Linked DNA regions of Mus musculus: region 2 is linked to region 1. The links are chromatin contacts, called in public Hi-C maps. All regions are on one chromosome and are shown on one strand. The core of a region is the stretch at or near the end of the contact, and the rest is flanking DNA. Distances in the headings are between cores, read along the strand shown. Region 1 overlaps Ntng1 (netrin G1). Region 2 overlaps Ntng1 (netrin G1).

What was found. A called contact is a pair of places that touch in the nucleus more often than the background predicts.
Region 2: a contact with region 1 is called in a Hi-C map of cerebral cortex, with 4 times the contacts expected there. The contact joins two enhancer-like sites. A contact is called at or near these places in 2 of 484 Hi-C or Micro-C datasets (cerebral cortex and nephron progenitors) and 1 of 9 other capture datasets (embryonic stem cells).

The regions. Positions count from the first base shown.
Region 1 is chr3:109,779,667-109,784,570 of GRCm38.p6, forward strand. It overlaps Ntng1 (netrin G1), which reads right to left. Exons shown (of 8, transcript NM_030699.2): 8 at 384-3,245. The coding sequence ends at 3,016. Among named protein-coding and RNA genes, the nearest start is that of Gm25681, 82 kb to the right of the region's middle. Within about 2 kb of position 3,140, at least 99 of the 459 cell types and tissues checked have an H3K27ac peak or open chromatin away from gene starts, as enhancers often do. A contact at or near this core is called in cerebral cortex, where this site is marked.
Region 2 is chr3:109,853,530-109,858,758 of GRCm38.p6, forward strand. All of the region lies in intron 4 of Ntng1 (netrin G1), which reads right to left. Among named protein-coding and RNA genes, the nearest start is that of Gm25681, 7.6 kb to the right of the region's middle. Within about 2 kb of position 1,457, at least 11 of the 459 cell types and tissues checked have an H3K27ac peak or open chromatin away from gene starts, as enhancers often do. A contact at or near this core is called in cerebral cortex, where this site is marked.

The DNA.
Region 1 (4,904 bases), core at 1,890-4,389:
TCAATAGCAAAACTTTCTAGAGAGCTGACATTTTACCATGCCCCACCCCCACCACATCACTTCCTTTTGAGTTATATACACATCAGTCCTGGGAGGAATGCTACTCCTCCTTTGTAGGGCAGTTGACAGATGCCATGGGATCGCTGTATTGCCCACATTATTGAACCTTCCAGGAAACAACTAAGAGCTCCAGCCTCAAATGTGAATACAACTTAGTCCACCCTACCTGCCTCCGTCCTGTCTCAGAACAGAATATTACAGATTCAAAGAATTCTAGAAAGCAGCACAGAAAACCCTGTAGGCTGATATTTTTTTTTTCTTAAAATGAATCGACTTTTAAAAGAACCAGATTTAAAAGAACATTTCATTTACGTTTGTTATATACCTAAAAGTGAATTTTTATTAAAAGCAGATCACATCACTTCAAGAAAATCAGAGAACTATATCTAAATACACTGAATGCAAGATATTCCTCCTCAATTTAGATTCTTATAGCCTCATAAAGATAAAATGCAGATGAGTTGATTTAAATCAGGCCTTCATTAAATTTCAGAATTAGCTGTCGGAATCCCACGTATTGAATTGTGCAGCGTCTGATTCCTGATCATTGTGACAAAGCTGTGTGACTGGATAATGATAAAGTGCACCATTGCCAGAAATAACACAGTCTGCCTTTGGTTTGTGCTAATAAACTATAAGACAACTTAAACTCCATTTTAATATCAGAAATCCACCTCATTAGAAGTAATCTCACACTCTGTATGCGATCAGAATTTTCATGTGCATTCTTTGGTGAGCTGGGAATATGATTTTCTATTTATGCTTCTAATGTAAATCTGCCATTTCTGGTTGGCCACTCTGGCACTAAGCCAAGGCGCTAATTTATTTCCATCTTTCCCTATTTCTTATATCAAAAGATGCTGTTGGTTTGAATAACAAACATCCAATCGACTTGGACGTGGGGTGGCAGGCAGAGCAGGAATTACCTGCTTACCTTTTATTGCCTTCTTTGAATTGGCTTTTCTGGGAACAAAACCAATAAGACATGCTGTTCCTTCATCTAGTTTTGACTCGGTTATTTGTCAGAAGACATTGTTCCCCCTGCTTCCCCCTGGTTCAAGCGAGACTGGCGGTAGGGTGAAGAATTCAGCCTGGAACGAGGCTTCTGACCTAATACTGTCATTGGTTATTGTCCCACCAAGTCATGTAGGACTTCATTGTCTTTAATCTTCTGGTTTGGCCTCATAATTATTTCTGATTCCAAGAGATGCCATTGCTGACACATTTGTCACCTGCAGGGTGGCAGTGTGCCGGGATTGAACATACATTGTTTCAGCCCCTCCAAAAACTTTGCAGTGATTCTCCACCCGCCCAGCTCCCTCTGCTGTCATGTACAGTAATTGGCCTAATAAAAGGCAGAAACAAGAATTTATTACACCTTGGGCAGTACTTGAAACAGACTTTATTTTCAGGAACAGCAGTTATGTCTACTTGCTGCTGTATATTTTGATATTTCATTTAAATACTTAGAATATATTCAAAGTCAAATTGCTAATCACTCAATTTCCCTGCTGCTGTCCTGGTTCCCCAGGTGGCCTCTTATGATACTCCATGTAAACACTGTATTTGGAAGGATACATAGATCGGCATCCCTAGAGTCACATGATCACCATAAATCTGTGAAAATAGCATGACTTAAAAATAAAAGTCTCTTAGTGCTCTGCCAACAGGCTTTGGCATAATCTTGGCAATCACTTAGATATTTCTTTCTCTCTGTTTTTGTGGTTATAATTTTTTCCCAGGTGGAAAATAGTCTCATATTTTGCAGACGTTGTCCAAGCTAGTGACCATCAATCCGTCTTCCTGGTTATTAAAGTTGTCAGCTGACTGTGTTCAGTCCACACAAAAATCAGTGACGTGACTGGGAAACTGCTGGGTGGTTGCTCCTTTCGTCTTAAGAAACGGCCATACAATTTCCTGATAACATTTCTGCAGGAATTTTTATTCTTTAAATCTTCCAGTGTTAAAGCAACAAGAAAAAACATTTAAAATGTCCTTTGGTGGAATCTTATTACACTTGCTATATGTAAACCGATATTCTTTGATGCCAGCACGCTCGTTGCCCTTACAGAGAAATCTCTGCATGACGAAACGAAACAAAACCAAAGAGGACCAAAAACTCAAACATCAGTCAGTCTTTGCTGATTCGAATTAGATACATTAACAGATTGTCTGGTAACATAAATTGGCAATAATACAAAAAATCTACATATTACATTATTTCAAGAAAAATAACTTCATTTGAATACAAAAGGATAGATACACTTTCTCTTTTCCTCTAACCACTCTTGTGAAGTGGACGTGAGCTGGCACTGGGACCGCAGTGCTGCTAAAATATACAGGGGTATGACTGGCTTGCGCTTTGGAGGGGGCTGTTACACGTGTGTATCACTAACATCAGACAAAGAAATCTTTCAACCAACAAGGGTTACAGAGCAACGTTCACTAAAGCACAGGTTGGAAGGGATTTGGGGGTCGGGGGGACTGAAGCAGGCCAATATGGCAGCTTGTAACAGATTTCCTTATACCCACAATGCACCTGACAGCGAAGAATGCTTTTATTTGGTTGGCCCACACACTGAGCAGAGCGGTACTAGGGTGCACCACGGTAGAGTAGCGAATGTTTTTAGGTTGGTTGATCAGTTTGTTTTCCGTCTTTCCTCTTGGGGGCGCTCTCACAGCCTTTCCAATCCGCAATCAGCTCTGCAGCTGGCAATGAGATTTGCAGTGAGAATAGCAACAGCTGCCAATTCCTCTGGAGTCAATGATGAACAGTCTCAACTCCGATGTGCGATGTGCTGTCCGGTTCTGAGAGATATGGCTTAGTTCAGTTAGGCCCTCTTCTTTTATACACTGTGTTGGAGTGGGTGTGCGTGTTTTCTATGTCAGTGGCAATCGCTTGGGTTGTGTTTGCTTCCCCACAGCACAGGCCTGTCGGAGGGCTGGGTGTGACCCCTAGAACACCAGGGGACCGGCAGTCCCCAGCAGCATGGTCAGCAGCAGCAGTGCTGGGGAGCCCCGCGGGGGTGCTCCCTGGCCGGATTCGGAGCCACAGCTGCCCGCCTCTTCGCACCGTAGCTTCTCACAGAGGATGCCGGTGTAGGCGTCTGGGCACGCGCAGCGCACATTGTTCTGGCAGGTCCCTCCATTCTGGCAGTGCAGGAGCTCATTGTCGCAGACATTAGCTGCAGAACGAGGGGAGGGAAAGGGAGGGGAGGAGAAGCAGAATCAATTTAAGTTCATCTGGAACATCATGTTTTCAGCTTTAAAAAAGAAATTCTCTATCGATCTTGTGCACCCCCCTTCCCTCCACAAACTAAGCATGTGACTCCAATTTCCAAACAAATGTAGTCGGCTGCCTTTGTTTTGATCATATTAGGCCTTTTCATATAGGTTTCCCCCTCCCCTTCCCCTGCAATCTTGGTTAATCTCCAGTTCAGGCTATCGAATTTAAGGTAATGCAATGCTCCTGGTTTGGAAATTTTTGTGTACGTGAGACCTGTTGTGACCTCCTAGGTTTTTTTTAAAGGACAAGTGCCTGATACAAGAAAACAGAACCTTGAAGCCAGATGAGTGCCGTTTAAAATGCAAAGCAGTGCTGCTAAAATGACCAACAACCTCTAAGGTCAGGACATCCATCCATCGTCCCTGAACCGATTCCAGCCTTTTCGTGCATGCAAAGAGGCCACAGGGAAGCAGGGGAATGCAGGGTTAGGATGTGAGAAAAGTGGCATGCTCCAAGCAGGCAACAGCCAGATGGAAGAGGAAAAGCTTGTTTCGTGGGAGGCATGTGAGGAAGAGCAGTCACATTTGTCCCTGACAGCCCAGCAGAGTTTTTTATTACCTTGTAAATATGGGGAGTAGAGCCCAAGGTTACCTTGATTTGGGAACAGTAATAAATGCAACGGTGAAACCCTGATTACCAAAATTTCATTACATCCATCAAGGAATAGAATCGGGTTGGAAAATCAAGAAGCAGCTCCTGACTGAAATCCATTCACAGCCTCTGTCACAGAACTTTCACCTCTAATAATTTCTCCTATCGTCAAAATTCCCCTTAACCTCATTAATTCAATGGCTTGTATTCTCTTAGATAATCAAGGTTTCACTGATTTAGCAGAATGTTAAATAGAACCCAGGGAAATTAACACAACAACAAAGAAGAAGAGAGCCAAGAACGAACGCTTTCCGACAACATTTGCTGCTTAAGCACTTAACACATAGACCACTCTGGACAGGGGGCAGGCGGGGCACAGAGCAGAAAAAGGAGCTTCTTTTATAAATTATAAGTTTTTCATTCAAAAAAAAATGTCATGGCCCAATTTCTCCAAAGATGGATTCACACACACACACATACACACACACACACACACACACACACACACACACAGCACGATGGTGCTATTAAATACAAATCGTTGTTACAAAATAGTCCCACCTTCCACACATAATAACTATAAGTAGCATTTGCTTTGCCTATTAATCATGTTCAATACTCATGTCACCTTGAAGAGGGGCTTTGTCCACACCCACAAACTTAGGAATGCATCTGTGTGTGAACGGTTGAGGGAAGGTGGCACTGGGCATCCGTGGAGCTAATAATAAAGTTCTCTAAACAGAGTCCAGTGTGACTACCTTCTTCAACATTTCAGGGCGACATAGAAGACAGGTGCATAATACATTTGTATAATTAGAACTAGTTAATCGTTCATGTTTGAAATGCTGGTACATAAGGCAGTGTCACACGGATTAGAGGCATCAAGCACACAAGCTGCTACTCAGTGGGTAGTTTAGATTGAACCCAAATTATGGTATTTTTTATCAGGTTCTTTTTTGTTTGTTTG
Region 2 (5,229 bases), core at 207-2,706, 72 kb after region 1:
TTAGGTACCGTCTTCTATTCCTTTCCATCCTCCTTTTTATTTATTTTTATTCTTTTTGTTTGTTTGTTTGTTTGTTTCTCGAGACAGGGTTTCTCTGTGTAGCCCAGGCTGTCCTGGAACTCACTCTGTAGATCAGGCTGGCCTCGAACTCAGAAATCTGCCTGCCTCTGCCTTCCAAGTGCTGGGATTAAACGCATGTGCCACCACTGCCTGAGACATCCTACTTTTTTAAATTTAAACAATATTTAATAGATATTTTCTTCATTTACATTTCAAATGCTATCCAGGAAGTCCTCTATACCCTCCCCCTGCCATGCTTCCCAACCCACCCACTCCCACTTCCTGGCCCTGGCATTCCCCATGTACTGGGGCATATAATCTTTTCAAGACCAAGGACCTCCCCTCGAAATGATGGTCGGTTAGGCCTCCTTCTGCTACATATATAGCTTTAAAACAGGGTTTCTCACTCAGTTTGAATCTAACAGTTTGGCTGGGCAGGGTTGCCATTGAGCCAGTGTAATCTGGCTGTCTTGTCACCACCCTCAGTACTAGGTTTTATAAGCATGTGCCACTGGACAAGTCTTGTGTGGATACTGGGATCTGAACTCAGATTCTCATGGTTGTGTTTGAGCACCTACCTTATCCACTGAGCCATGTCCTCAGTCCCTAAATGCTTGTAGCTTATAAAACTCCAGCTTAATTACTGATCTCTGTTCAATCAAAATTGGCAAACTAAATTTCCATATTTCAACTCCCTCCTATGAACTGAATTTTAAGAGAAGTGTGATTTCTGCAAAGGACAGCTAGACTCAAAGCCCAACAGTTGAGTCAACTGTCTTTACTGCAATGTGACATTCCCTTGGTACTGAATCTCTCTCTCTCTCTCTCTCTCTCTCTCTCTCTCTCTCTCTCTCTCTCTCTCTCTCTCTCTCTCTTTTCCTTCAGTTTTGCAAATTCCCTACTGGGTGAGGCGCGATGGCAGCATCATAATTTCAGCATCAATTGCAGAGGCTCAGAGTTTCCTCATGATTGAAAACTCTTCTCTCATGCAAGGCACTGCTTGCCTGTTGCAATCCATCAAAGAGAATGGAAGTTAAGATAGCAGGGAGAGACTCTTCATGTGTTTTCAAACTTCCACGGAGGCAGAGAGCCATGCATAAATGCAAGGTGGACCGCTCAGGGAGTTGCACCAGACACAATAATAAACAAGCTTGAACGGCAGCCTACTGCACTGCTTGCCGCTGTCGAATGCTTCAGAAAGATGCAAAAGTGGTTCTGTTCCTCTGGGGTCTCAAGTGCAGGAGAGCCCCGTCCATTCCAAGTCCACACACGGTGCCAACTGTGACTATTCTGAGATTCTATTTTCCTCATGAAGATGCTATTACCTAACACTGGATGCTTAGAATTCAGGCTCTTCTTCACTCTGTGTGGTGTGGTTTTTTGAGGTACTGCCAGATGAGTCACTCTTTATTCCATGTCTGTAAAAATGGTAATTGCTCAGAAGAGATTTTTAAACTGCTCATTTGAATAAGGAGTTTTGAAATTGAATATATCTGAGCACCAAGGGATGCCCATTAATTCATTTCAAAATGTTATTTTCTCCTAATGGTCCCTATTTTAATGTCAAAAGTTCCTTGCTTTGGGTTGTCTGCAGAGAACTGAAGAACTTAGAAAACCCACTACATCCACTAGAAAGGCAGTATGTAAACCATGAGAAATACTTTAAGAACTCAAGAAACTGATGCAGGATGGACTAGAAATGGCAAGTAAGGTGTCTTCAGGCTCCATAAAATTGAACCAAAAGATCTGATCCCATTCTACAATGGCCTGGCCACTGCAACCATGAATGATGGCATGACTAAGATTGTACTTGAGGCTAAGATATGTGTCTAGGCACATATTGGCAGTTTTCTTTTTCTTTGTTTGCTCCATGTGAACTGATAACTTTTGCCTACAGAACATTTCTACCTTTGACACTGAGCTCATGAGCATTTTCTTCCCTTCTTTCTCCATACCCCTGATGTTGGCTGGTCTTGTCAGGGTCACAATCTCATAGCTTTTTGTACAGGCTTCCATGATGGACTTTTCTTTCCTGTGATTCAGCTGTGTTTCTCTGAGAGCACCGAGGGAGCAAGACAACTTCCCTTTCCCTTTTTGTGTCTCTCATATTGTGTTGGGACAAAGTAGTATACAGTGATGTTTCACTAAGTACCAATTGGTCCTGGGGATTGGATGTGTGGTTTCACACATGCTTGGTTAGTGCTTGGCACAGGGATGTATTTACAGTCCTCTTTGTACTTCATGGTTGTGATAAGGTCTCATTAAGTTGCTCAGTCTACCCTACAATCCTCTCTATACTCCTGGACGACCTTTATGATTCTCCTGCCTCAGCTTTCCAAATGGCTGGGATTAAAGTTCTGATTGGAAGAAGTCTCAAAAAGTTGGTAAAAGTTTGAGATATTAAAGGACTTAAGACATCATCTATTCAGCCTTTCATTTCACAGACTGGCATAAGGAGCCGCAGGCACCCAAGCTGACCCCTTTATATGAAGTGCTGGAGCTTGTGACTCCCAGCCCCTGTCTGAGCAGTGCAAACTCATCCTGAGAGAGGCAAACACAGGTGTGGGTGATCTCTAGTGAGAGTCTCTGCAGTAGAAAGGATAATTTCAGCACTGATGCTTCTAGCAATATCACTAAAGAAATGCATACAACTAAACCAAAGAGGCATTCTGCCACCATGTGTAGCAAGAGAAAGGCAGAATGATGTCAGCAATTGTTTATCCCTTTCTGTTGCCACATATATTTTAATATTTATTATAATGGAATTCTGCTGAGGACAGGGACAAGAACATAATAGAATGTTATAGCATGATATTTCCTTCATTTTTTTTTTTGACTAGCTCTTCCTTGATTAGGCCAATAGCTAAAGGGTATTTACATACTAAGCTTACAGAAGTCAACATGGCAGAGATCTACCATCGGACACACAAACTTTATATGCCCCAGTACAGGGGAACGCCAGGGCCAAAAAAATGAGAATGGGCGGGTAGGGAAGTGGGGGGGAGGGTATGGGGAACTTTTGGGATAGCATTGGAAATGTCATTGAGGAAAATACGTAATAAATAAAAAATAATAAAATAAATAACCAATCTGCAGAAGCAGATTAAAGTAGTGCTTAAGCTGTAAATCCTTTGAAAATCAATGATAGACAGGTTTGCAGCTTTCCGTCATGAAGGAGGCAACATGGTAAGGATTCAGTGTACTTGGAATGCAAGGAAAAAAAATGACCACTGATGGGGTGGATGGTCTGAAAAATCCATCAAGTAGGTGAGTAGATCATCTCCCAGTCAGCCTGTAGCCATTGGGAACACTTAGTCCTAAAGCGCTATAAATAAGAGGTCAGAAATTGTAAGAAATTATTCTGCAGACTCCTTCATATTCCAGAGGAATTGCTTCAGGGTCTTCCAGGCTGGGTCACTAGTTCAAGCTGTTATTGTTAGCAGGTGTGGTGTGCTGTCTCCCAAGGACTTGAAAGTGAGGAAAATGAGGTTGCCTTCACAAAATGACACTGTAGAATCCTCATGTAAGTTATCCAAATTGAGAGAGTCAAGTCACCTTTCTGTCATAGAAGGGCACTGGAAATGAAGTATACATGGCAGACATGACAGAGGTGACATTAACCTGACTTCCTGTATTAATGTATCTGACAAATGGGAGAATAAACTCATCAAAGATGGGAAACCTCGGAAAAGGGATCTCTGGAAAAATGGTGGCATTATGGTGTCATTGCTGTCTGAGGAAGAGGACTGGCAACCTGGATGCCCTCAAATTTTCCCCTCCCCTTTGGAGGAAGTGTGCATCTGGTAAGATGTGGATGGCAGGATGTTTCAGCCTGATGCTATTAACATGAAAGCCATTTAAATTTCCTGCTCCTGCGCTTACAATGCAGACTTTGGAAGATTATCTGATGCCACGTGCAGGTTTAATTGCAGGAAAGAGGATACACTGGTCGTAAGGTTTTGAGTATTTCTAATGTCATAGCATTTATTTTGTATTATGGATAGCAGCATGGTGTTGGAGCAGTTTATCTTTCCATATACCTAGCTCCATGGGGAAAGTGCTGCTCCTGTGCTAGCTCCCAGTGTGAACACAATAATAATAGCAACTAAATTCAAATGTGGTATGGCCCCAGCACTGTCTTACGTTTATTAGTTAATTTAATCTTTATGTCAACTCTATGACTAGTCAGACTAATTGTATAGATGGGGAAAATGTAAATGGAAGAGGATGTGTCACTTGCCTAACATCAACCCAGTCAAATGAGAAGAAAACTGAACATTCAGCTTAGAACTAGCTTCTTAATTCTAGGCCAGAACCACGGTAATGTACAGTCATTCTATTTACTACGGACTGCAATCTCTTATTTACCATTCTCAAATGTAAATAGAAAATGTGAAAATGAAAAGCTTTTTCCAAAGTACTCCTGAAACACAACCTACTGTGATATAAAGTTATCTGGAGAGAAAGCCACTAACTGTTATGTATAGTTGTCTCCTCTTCTTCCCCTGGTGAGAATAATCATGTAAAATGTTTGATTGAGTAAAACTGCTGATATTTTACCTTGGGTTCTATTACAACATAATATATATGTGCTGCCTTACCGTTCAAAATTCCTGAAAGTGTGGCATTCAGAACCATAACTCGCCCTATGGACTTCAGAGAAGGGCTGGGACGTCTCTGTGAACGGCTTGGACTTCTGCTTGTAATATTTGGGTTTAGAAGGTTGTTGCATGCATAGCTGGCCCTGCATGTTTCACACCACAGTGACTGAATAGAAGATCTCAGCTCCAAGGGCTGAGGTCAGAGGTTGGAAATAGTCCAGTAACCCAGGTGTGGAATGGTGCCCATGGAGGCCTGAGAAAACCAGCCTGCCAGCATACGGGTTCTAGATGGTTGCATGAGTAGTGAGTACCAAAGAGCCTGTTTTATTATTGAATTTCCTCCAAGATCTCAGATGGCCTCTCACTGTTGGAGACTGAAGACTCTGGTGTTAGAGCTGATGGACTGTGAAGGCCACATATTTCAGGAGACCTAAGAAGATGGATGTGAAGCCAACCTAGCCATGCATGCATTATAGGATTATTTAGGATTACTCAATCATTTGCCAGAATAACAGTTCTATAAACACTTAAAAGAACTAAGAATAAAACACAGCCATGCTATTAAATA